Regions from separate parts of the Mus musculus genome. Here region 1 is linked to region 2. Evidence: chromatin contacts called from public Hi-C data. All regions are on one chromosome and are shown on one strand. The core of a region is the stretch at or near the end of the contact, and the rest is flanking DNA. Distances in the headings are between cores, read along the strand shown.

Evidence for each region. A called contact is a pair of places that touch in the nucleus more often than the background predicts.
Region 1: a contact with region 2 is called in a Hi-C map of bone marrow-derived macrophages, with 12 read pairs. The contact joins two enhancer-like sites. A contact is called at or near these places in 1 of 15 datasets of contacts at CTCF or cohesin (pro-B cells), 1 of 484 Hi-C or Micro-C datasets (bone marrow-derived macrophages) and 1 of 9 other capture datasets (embryonic stem cells).

The regions. Positions count from the first base shown.
Region 1 is chr17:79,784,600-79,790,156 of GRCm38.p6, forward strand. No RefSeq gene overlaps it. Among named protein-coding and RNA genes, the nearest start is that of Gm33055, 50 kb to the left of the region's middle. Within about 2 kb of position 2,247, at least 45 of the 459 cell types and tissues checked have an H3K27ac peak or open chromatin away from gene starts, as enhancers often do. A contact at or near this core is called in bone marrow-derived macrophages, where this site is marked.
Region 2 is chr17:79,109,431-79,114,988 of GRCm38.p6, forward strand. No RefSeq gene overlaps it. Among named protein-coding and RNA genes, the nearest start is that of Qpct, 60 kb to the left of the region's middle. Within about 2 kb of position 1,606, at least 5 of the 459 cell types and tissues checked have an H3K27ac peak or open chromatin away from gene starts, as enhancers often do. A contact at or near this core is called in bone marrow-derived macrophages, where this site is marked.

The DNA of each region.
Region 1 (5,557 bases), core at 997-3,496, 680 kb after region 2:
GTTAGCAGCCGGCAGCGAGATTTATAGGATATTAATTGGAATACATTGCGAGCTCTGTGGAGAGTAAAGAACAAAGAAAACTTGGAAGGAGAGGCAGGAAATGATAAAATGGTACTTAATTTGGACATGTACGCCCCCAGTGAATCTGAAGAAAAATCAACAAAGTGTAAGTAGTAATGGGAGAAGTGAGAGATGAGCTGTAATTGTTCTGAAAATTACAAAGCCATGAAATTGGGTAGGAGCTTGCAGTGTTGCTTTGGGGTATAGTTACGGCCTTGTATATCTATAAATGGGAGTTTATCCCTGAAGAAGAAGAAAATAGAATTGTATATAAAATAAGTACAGATAGGAAGCATCAAGATCGAAATCGTTCCTCTGTTCATTTCTTCATGCCACTCCTCCCATCATAAAGGGTCTCTAGTATCATCTGCCATCAGCAGTCCCATGATTTCAGGGTCTTCTGTGTTCCCACTATGAGCCGAACATTCCTCAAGAAAATCAAGAATGCTGAGAAGAAGGACCAGGCCGAGAGTCAGCCATGGATAAGATCTTTGCCAACTCTGAAGTATCAATTACATCTTAACTTGTTTGACTCTCAGGATTAGCTGACATACATTAGCTCAACACACAGAAAAAAATCTCTTTCAACGTTATTGAAAGAATGACAGATAACATGAAGTTGTGGGTGCAAGAGAAATAGAGAATAAGTGTCCTCAGTTTGCACAGTGGAAATGATCTGCAGGAGAGCACTCTCAGGCACCACCAGTGCAAACCCTGCATGCTGAGGATTTCTTAAGTGAACTAGAATATTTCATCTTTAAGTAATCCATTGTCCAGTTGCAAAGTGAAGCCTTCTTCCTATCTCTCTACACTTAACAGTGTGGTGCTTTTTAAACATGCCTTGCCAATTCCATGTTAAATGAAACTTTACATGGTAATTTTAGTTACATGTTTTGCCAGGTAAAACAGAAAGCCACTGGGAAAATAGCTTTGGTTTTAATACCAAGTGCCCATGTTGCATTCTAGGCAATGGAAATGACAACTGTACCCATCAGAGATCCAAATGAGGGGTGTGGGGGTGCAGAACTAACTGTGTGGAAGGCCTGGGTCGTGGTGGGGATTTCACCTCCATTGTCTTTGTCACCCATAAGTCCTTTGTCCCCAAAGCTATTCCTGTTGTTCAAGTCTCCACATTAAGGTTCAATGTGGTGTTCACTTTGTAATGTAATGTTCATTGTGATGTAATGCTCATTGTAATGTTAGTGTGGATGAATCGGGGACCCCCTCCCCCCACCCCACCCCCAACTGAAGCATCCCTGTGTTGGATGTGACGTGCCTTCCTGCATCTCACATCACTTTCAGTTGAACACAGCACCACATCTGGGTCAGAATATTCCCAGAGATAGGAAAACACAGTGTCTACAGTTTGGTTTGTCCATCTGTGCCTATGTTGCCCATCTTCTTGGTATAACACTCAAAGAATAAGTGCTCAGCTCAACGTCTAGATGGTTCCTCACTGTTTATTCTATTCAAGGTTTAGAACCTTGGGTTATATATTAGAGTATTTGATCCACTTTTGGGTGATTTTTCTATGAGATAGAGGTTTGCTTCTGGGTTTATTGTACACGTGGATGACCAGCTTTTCACAAGACCATGCGTTGAAGAGGTTTATTGTTTCTCTACTGTATATTCTTGGATAATAGCATTAAAACTTCTCAAAAATGAAGAAACGATCTTATCTCAAACAATCTCACTTCCTTGTACAGTTCCAAGGAAGTTGAAATCAAAATCTCAAGGGTGTTTCTGCCTTCTCATGTTCATTTCTGAACAATTTGTCATAGCTGAGATGTCGAAATACCCTACATGTCTCCCCATAAAATAATAATAAAATAAAGAATAAAAGAATGGAATGTGTGTGTGCACAACACAGTAGTAATCAGCCTTGAAAACCTTGCAATGTGTAACAACTTGGATGAGTGCTGCAGATGCGATGTTCGGTGAACTGAGTCAGATGAAGAAGACAAACGCTTCATGCTCTCACTTCCACAAAGAATCTTAGAACACCACACTCACAGAAACAAAACTCGTCACCTTGTCCTGGAAGCCTGACTGGGGTAACTGAGAAATAAAGAAAGACAGACACACAAACACATGAACAGAAAAGCTGGGATCAAATAGGCTGTGCTCACTCTGACGGAGCCATGGCTGCCAGGAAATTCCGTGTGTTGTATTGTGTCAGCACATGCGGGAGAGTCAGCTAGTCTGTGTAGGGAAGCAGTCTCCCATGGCAGTTATCCAGAAGGAGGAAGCTGCACTTGCTAAGTTTTGCTCACACTGATAGGTCCTTCGGGTCCTGTCAGACTGCAGAAAGGGTTTCCATCTGTCTGAGTCTGCCTGGGGTAGGCTTTGCTGCACCAGTGGACCCGAGTCACTGAGGTCTTTGACATGCCTATGTCCATGTTAATAATACATTTTTGCTCAGGATTTAACCGGCTCCCTGCAAGCTGGAAGAGGGGAAATAAAGGTGGGAGAAGCTGGGGTACAAAGCCCAAGCTGTGCATGGTCAGTAAGTTCTGGAGACCTACGTACACTGGGAGAGAATAAGGATGGATGAGATCAAGGGTAAGACACTAAAATTGAGTTGTGGAAAAGAAATTGAGGAGTTAGGGGAGAGGAAAGTTTAAAACTCATAAATGAGAACTCCTCTAAGCTGGGAAGAGCAAGCAAACACAAAACCCTTGGAGCCCGAGGAGAGGACATGAAGCATTTCCTGTGTGGTAACAATCTTGGTTGAGTTGAAAGAAGAGCGTTGAACTTCACATGAAAACAATGTTCAAGGAGATGGTGGGTGGGGGGTATGCTGTGGTGTCAAATACATCCCAGTGCTCAGGGGACTCACCCTGGAGGAAAAGAGACAGGGAGAAAGGAGTGGGGTTAGAGGTAAGGAAATGCATGCAAAGAGAGTCTAGATGAAATGCTAAAAGAAAGCAATATTCAAAGAAAGATCAACGCACAGAGATGCAAAAAAGAATATTTTAGCAGTTTCCTTTTCTATGGTCTATTTCAGAATTCACCCAAAGCCAGCTGCTGATCTGTCTGTTTAGATTTCTCTCCATTCTGCTCCCTGCTTTCTAACCAATAGACTGTGTTTGAAGAGTCTAAGGAAGGAGAAGTGAAATTCAAATAACCCGATTTTCCTGACTGTTGGCCTTTTTGTTAAGGGTTCTAAGCTAGAAGACGTGGGCTTTTTATTTGGTTGATCCTCCTTTGAGCTGTTGGCTCCCCTCATTCCCCCAGCTTACCACATCAAGTCTTGTTTAGGTACAAAAGAGAAAGACTCAACAAACACTGGAAGACGTTGACTCTACTCTGTTCCTTCTAAACATCCACGTCATCAGAATCCTAGCAACTTCTCAGCACAAATGCATACCTCAGTCCTACGGATACAGTCCTTGGTGTGTGTCCACTGGGAACTGAATCCAACTGGATTTTAAGTTTGTATCAGCAAAGAATTTTGAGGCATCTGTATTATATAATGCCAACAATAATGTAAATAAGAGGACTTCTTGTTTATGAAGATTTATTTAACTATATGTATGTGTGTATGTATGTGTGAAGAAGTGTGCATATGAGTGCAGGTGTCTGAGGAGACCAGAAAAGGCACTGGACCCCCTGAAGCTAGCGTTACGGGCACTTGTAGTCATGCAGATGCTGATGTTACAAGAACATTAAGTGCTCTTAACTGCTGAGCCATCTGTCCAGCCACAGCAAATAAAAGGAATTCTAAACTGCTCAGAAAGATAAGCTGTTTTCAAACTTTTAGAAGTTAATATCCACATGTGAAAAAAAAAGCCCCCAATGAAGACAAGTGGTATTTCTCTGTTCATTAAAACAAGCTCAGTGTGGGAGTGCTGTAAACATCTTCCCAGCTCTAACCTAACCCTAACCCTAACAAGTTTGTATTATTTTAATATTTCAAGTCATTCCCTAAACGGCCCTGCTTTTCCAGCACAAAAATATGTCAGGTTTTTACTATGACTTACAAAACTACAGAAAGGCAGAAAAGGATATGTGCATCTAATGTTTATATATATATATATATATGCTGATGATTTAAAGATCTCTGAGGATAGTGAAGATTATTAATGTACTTTGGAAAAAGAGCTCTTGTTAAGCCCAGCTTAGTGTCAGAGTCTCCTCTCTTGCAACCCCTGCCACCACAGACCAAAGTCCCTTCCCTATCACTATGATCCACAATCTGGGGACAGATTCAACATCCATCTGGAGAGGCAGCAGCCTTATGTGGCGCCCAAGGCGTTTATAGGACTATCCCAAGCTATCTAGAAGAAATATGTCTTGTCTGCACCTTAGTGATAAGCATTTTTAAGAGTTATCAACAGAAGAGAAATTTTCTTCTTTTGCCTTTGAAAACTGAAAGAGCCAAGAAGTAGCAGAGAGAACAAAGAAGCTCTGTGGTTCGGCTCCATGCTGTCACAGGCTTTCACCTGAAAATCTACATTGCACCGAGCTCCCACCTGACTCTCAAAAGTGGGCCATTTAACCCGAATTCAACTCAAGAACTTGTCTGAGTTTCATTTTCAGACACAGTGAGGGCAAGATCTCTGTGAAGCTAAAACTGAGAGCGTTTGCCCTGTGCACTGTCTACTACTGAACGCAATGCCGTTCACACTCCTCGGTTGTTGCATTGCCTCCTCTGCTCTTCCTCTTCGTTTGTCTTGGAATAATCACATCATAATCCTATTGTCAATATCTGAGGGGTTTAGGTTAGGGTATGACAAAAAAGAAAAAAAAAAATCAAATTTAGTCATTCGCACGCCAAACCCACAGAGTGACATTCTTCTTGACTGGACTCAGTTAGGATCTGATGCAGAAGAATTAAAAACTGTGGTGAAGAAAATTTCAGAAATTAACATAAAAGGTAGACTGGCAACCCTCAACCTACCTGGGCTTCATTCAACCAAAGGAGCATGCTCAGAAAGCCCAGTCTCAGAAGAGCTAGGCATAGGGGTGGCTATGGTAAGGACCCATAAAAGGTCACTGTGGATCAGGCTTTGTCCCTTTCTTGTCTTCTAGGAACCAGGCTGCGGATGAAAGGTGGCACACTTCTGTGTCTCCCTTAATAAAACATCCTCTTCCCTGTAACTACCCATGTGTCACGGCACAATTTGTAGTGAAGAGGCACAAGAAACAAGAACCTCAGAGCTCCAGCTGTGGCCCTCTCAGCCTACATCGATATATGTTAAAGATCTGGGCTAAACATCTGGAAAGACAAACTGAAGTCAGCTAAGCAATTGACTCAACTTCTCGATTAACCATGCATATTTCTCTCTCTCTCTCTCTCTCTCTCTCTCTCTCTCTCTCTCTCTCTCTCTCTCTCTCTCCCCACACACACACACACTGTTCTTGTCTGACAAATCCTCACTTAGACTTTCCTGGCCCCAACATAAATTTGATCCACTTCTTGATCTCCTTCTTCCATGAGCTTAAAGAAAAGACAGTAATTGTGTCTAATTCTCCTTTTTCAGATTCAAAATTA
Region 2 (5,558 bases), core at 356-2,855:
TCTCGAATGGTCAGAGAACTTCACACTTTCCCTCTACACCATGCTTGTCAGCTTTCGGTTGCTATTTTAGTGATAACCATTCTGACAGGGGTGGTCTAGAATCTAATTGTAGTTTTGGTTAGCATTTTGGTTGGGGTTACTTTCAAGGGACGGTATTTTATATAAAGGTGGCATCCACAGTCAGCTGCGAGGCTCTTGTCACGTTTAACAATGAGACTGGTAAAGATCAGAGGAGTGTAGTGACTTGCTGGTGTGTGTAAGAGCCAGGACCTTGAAATACTCCGGGGGAGAAATGAGTCAGACATTCACCGAAGAGACAGAGTTGGATTAATCTACTCTGGTGAGCAGACTTTTTACGCACAGCCAAGGACAGAAGAAAACCCTCCACACAGGTGATACCAATAGGCTGCCACTAGCATCTGAGAACATCCTCTGGGCGGGCTTCCTAGGAGCAATACTGATGCTGCCTTGCGTGTCTGCTCCTGCTGCCCTTACTTTCTAACTTTGTCTGCTAAATTAGGAAGTCAAGATGCAGTTAGCACGGCCATGAGGACCAGACTCCGCTTTTGTTTGGCCCCTCTGAGGCAGCTCCCGAGGCGGAGCTCCAGTAGTCCACCTCGGATCTTTAACACCACCGCTCCTTCGTTTTTTATAGCTACTATTCTTTTTTTTTTTTAAAGTCATTGAAATGATTGCTTCACAAAGTTTTGTTTTGTTGGTTTTTTTTTGTTTTTTTGTTTTTTTGTTTTTGTTTTTTTGTTTTTTTGGTTTTTCGAGACAGGGTTTCTCTGTATACCCCTGGCTGTCCTGGAACTCACTTTGTAGACCAGGCTGGCCTCGAACTCAGAAATCTGCCTGCCTCTGCCTCCCGAGTGCTGGGATTAAAGGCATGCGCCACCACGCCCGGCTGAAAAGTTCTTATTTATTGCTCTTTAATATTTTCTAAAGCAATGCAGTTATTACAGTAAGTTTGAAAAGTATAGAGGTATAGAAATAAGAAAACAGTAATATTTCTCTCCCTCCATTCCCTCTTTTCTTTTCCTTTTGCAGAGATATGCATTGGACTCAGGCCTTGTACATGCCAGACAAGCACTCGGACTCTGAGCTCTTGGCCTTCTTAGATTTCTTCCTATGAATGAATATATATGAATATATACATATGTATATGTATATATATGTGTATATGTGTGTATACATAGAATATATATATAATCTTTTCCTATTCATATAAATTTTACTGTCAATCATTATCCTATCCATACTTTGCACATATAATATCCTTTCTTGAATTATTTTAAAGAACATTGTATGTTAATAAATGATTTGAAAACAGTTTTTAATGGCTCCATGGTAGTCCATTGCAGGAATAAATCAGAGTGTATTTATTTTAATCTCCCTCAGTATTTCTAATATTTTACTTTCATAAATAAACAATACCTGATGAAGTTTTGCATATAAACCTTTGTCCAGATCTCTGTTTCCTTGACAGTAGACTTCACACATAAAAGGGTGACAATTCGCATTCAGGGTTCATCTGGGTTTAGGGCAACTGAACTCCGGGATGACTGCTTTCTGCATGAACCTCAGGCTGCCAGTAGGTGTCGACTTTGCCTCATGTTTCTTCTTGCAGCTCTTTATCCATTTATTTTCAGGATCATCTTTGAAGGGCTGTGGGAGAATGCATTGTTAGTAAGTCAATAGAGTTCAAATATAAAATTTGAAGTCTCTCCCAAGGGTCACAACCCCGAGTGCCCGAGGGCTTGGCTATTTTTCTTTTCTATGTGTTGCTGATTGTATCCAACCCAGCAGCCTATGTGGTGCTGACCTGCTACTGAGAGAAATACAGTCAGTCAGCACAGCCTGCAAGGCTCTCTAGGAATGTGTACACATGCATCATACACACACACACACACACACACACACACACACACTCACACACGCACACACGCACACACGCACAAGGAGAGGGGAAAGACATTCGCTTTTGCCTAATGAGTGTATTCTTGAAGCATCCTATAATTAAAAATTGATAACCTTATAGAGATATCTATTTTAGACAGCCTCCTTTCTAAATAAGGAAACTGAGTCTTGGAGAGGTTAACTTGTTAACATGGTACAAGTATTGAGATGGTTAATCGCTGTTGTTGATGTGTTTAGATTGAGAGTCACCGGGGAGACCGAGGCACACGTCTTAATGTATCTGTAAGGACATTTTCAGGATGGCTTAGTGGAGAGGGAATGATGAACCTGAGTGTGGGTGACATTGTCCCACGGTCTGAAGGCCCAGATGGAATAAGAAGAGGAAAGAAATAGCAAGCCAAGCTACTGCTGGCTTTCCTGGACTGCCAAGGTGTGTCTACTCAGCTTTTACCACGCCTTCGCTGTGCCACGGAGAACCAACACCTCTGGCAACTGGAGTTCAACATGTTTTTTCTCCCTTAAGATGTTTCTTTATGGTGTTTTGTCACAACGATGAGAAATTTGATGAGCGCATGCTATGCTGAAGCAGAATTCAGATCCGGACATTTACCTTTTAAAAAAAGAAAAAATATATTTTTCTATCTGTATGTACACCTGCATACCAGAAGAGAGCATCAGATCATATTATAGATAGCTGTGAGCCCCTGTGTGGTTGCTGGGAATTGAACTCAGGACCTCTGGAAGCCCATACAATGATCTTAACTGCTGAGCCCTATCTCCAGGCGCAAGCACACTTATCTTTGAAGTGTATGACTTTAACAATTTCCCCATCTTTGTTAAAAAAAAATAAATCTACAATACCAAAGCTCTTTATTAACCACCTGGACATGGGTTTCTAAGAATTGTGTTTATAAGATCTTCCTGGGATATTCACGTGGGCATACCAACTGTAGACACCCATTTCATTTGCACTGGGACTGACTGGACAAATTAGAAGCCTTGGCTAAAGAGAATAGGTTGACCCATGTGAGCTGAGTGTTCAAGTCACTTGTCTTATGACAGCAACAAAGGTCTTCAAACCCTGGGACTGGCCTTACAGAGACCAGAAAATGTGTTTCGAAATTTTGACCTTTGTTGCTAGGCAACCACTCTCCCCCCCCCTTTTTTTTTGCCAGAACAAAAATATTATTAGCTGATACCTGGTTCATTCTTTAGCCTAGCAGCAGGGTGTTCAGGCCTGGTTCTGTGCTTTAGGCTTAGGCAGACCTGAAATTGACTTGTAGTTGTGCTGCTTACAGACGGTCTCTGAGACTGACCAGGTTCTTTAAGCTCTGTGCCTCAGTTTCTTCCTCAGAAGGCTGGGTATAACTATACCTGCCTCACAGAATGGAGGTGACTGCAAGATATTGACAGTATAAGTGTTACATCCTGTGCCGAAATTGCTGTCTAGGAGCTAACAGAAAGGAATAATATTCAATAAATAACAGGGAGACAATGTTATTATAAACCTAGATGTCTTTTAAATTATTCATAAGTAGCCTATTCACATGCATAGCAGAAATCCACTCATTGTAGTTGTTCATTTCATGATTTCTTAGTATATCTGTTCATTTGTGCAACCTGTGTGGTCTGCCCTTTCATTGCTAGTCTCCCATTCCTGCCTTTAGCATGGGAGTGTTTACTCTGTACTGTTGTAGGTTTGGAGCATGTAACTTTCTTCTTGATTTTACAGGGACTCAGAGCTAAGGCATTGCCTTGTGTCTCAGAAGACACTTTGGGCTTTTTGTACAATGCTGGGACTGTTAACCCTTTTAAAGTTAGACTGAATGTATTTTCCATCATGCGGTAGTCATGCGGTTTGGCCCTGAGGTGGAATGCTGTGGTTTATCTCTGAGAAGTCCCACAGGCTCATATTTTGAAGGTTGTGAAGGTAGGCGGTAGGGCCTGGCTGGTGGAAACAAGCCACTAGAAGAAGCCCAATTCCTGTTTTAAGAGACATTTATATCATCCAAAGAGTTCTCTTTTGCCTGTTTGCTGGCTGTTGTTACTTACAGTCCTCTCTTACATAACAGATAGTTCTTCTATCTCTAGAAATAGTCCATTTTTGGACATGTAATTCACATGAAGTGGTAAAATATGTGATCTTTAATGTCTGGCTTCTTTACCAAGCATATAGTTGTAGAATGTAGTAGTATGTATATAGTATAGTATGTAGTATGTATATAGTGTAGTATGTAGTATGTATCAGTGGCTTTTTCTTTTTTCCTTTCTTTCTTTCTTTCTTTCTTTCTTTCTTTCTTTCTTTCTTTCTTTCTTTCTTTCTTTCTTTCTTTCTTTCTTTCTTTCTTTCTTTCTTTCTTTCTTCCTTCCTTCCTTCCTTCCTTCCTTCCTTCCTTCCTTCCTTCCTTCCTTCCTTCCTTCCTCTTCCTTCCTTCCTTCCTTTCTTTTTTTTTTTTTTTGACAGGGTTTCTCTGTGTAGCTCTGGCTGTCCTGGAACTCACCTTGTAGACCAGGCTGATCTCGAACTTAGAAATCCGCCTGCCTCTGTCTCCCGAGTGCTGGGATTAAAGGTGTGCGCCACCACGCCCAGCCAAATAATGTCTTTTTTTTCTTTCTTTTTCATTGTTGAACAATTTCCCATTGTAATTATATAAAATGCTCACCAGTTGATGGACATTGTATCATTTTTATGTTTTGTCCATTTAGCATCTTGAACATTTGTTCTGAGTTTTTCTATACATACATGTTTTCAGGCTTTTTGGATATACCTAAAAGTAAAACTGCTTGGTAATCTGGTTAACAGTTGAGTGTTTTAGAGAAATTATCAAACTGTTTTCTAAAACACGCATCATTTTAGTTTCTCCACACTTTTACCAACATCCATCACTACCTCTTATTTTAATGACAGCTGTCCTAATAGATCAGAAATAGTATTTCCCTGTGAGATTGGCATCACCATGTGATTATCATGTGTAATATTGCCTACTATATTTGCTTGTTTACACACACACACACACACACACACACACACACACACACACACGATCTTACTATGTAGTCCTGGCTGTCCTCAAACTCTTCATTTATACTCAGGCTGGCCTCAAACTCACAGAGATCTTCCTGCCTCTGGCTCCTGAGTGCTGGGATCGAAGATGTGCACCACCATGCCCTATGTGCCCTTGTTTTAACTGGGCTATGTGGTCTTTTTCCATTGTTCAGTAATGCGTCCTTACTTACTCCGAATATATTTTCTGAAGTTGATGAGTTGCAAATGCTCCCCTGCCCTCATCTTTGAGGGATTCCCCCCAATTATAATGAATTGTTCTTGTGCAGTGTGTGCGTAAGTGCTTTGTGAATGGGAGCCAGAGGTTGATGTGCATGCTTTTCTTTATCAGTTTCACTGTAGGTTTTGAGATCGGATCTCCCACTGAAGCTGGGACTTGCAGTGTGGGTAGACTATCTGGTCAACAAGCCCTGGAGATCTTCCTGTCTCTGCTTCCCCAGTACTGGGAATATGGGCTTTTGTTACTGAGCCCCAGCGTTTTGGATGTGGGTGATGGAATTCGAACTCAGTTTTCATGTTTGTGTGCTATACCAACGTTGGTTCACGTTACCAACAGAGTCATCTTCCCAGACTC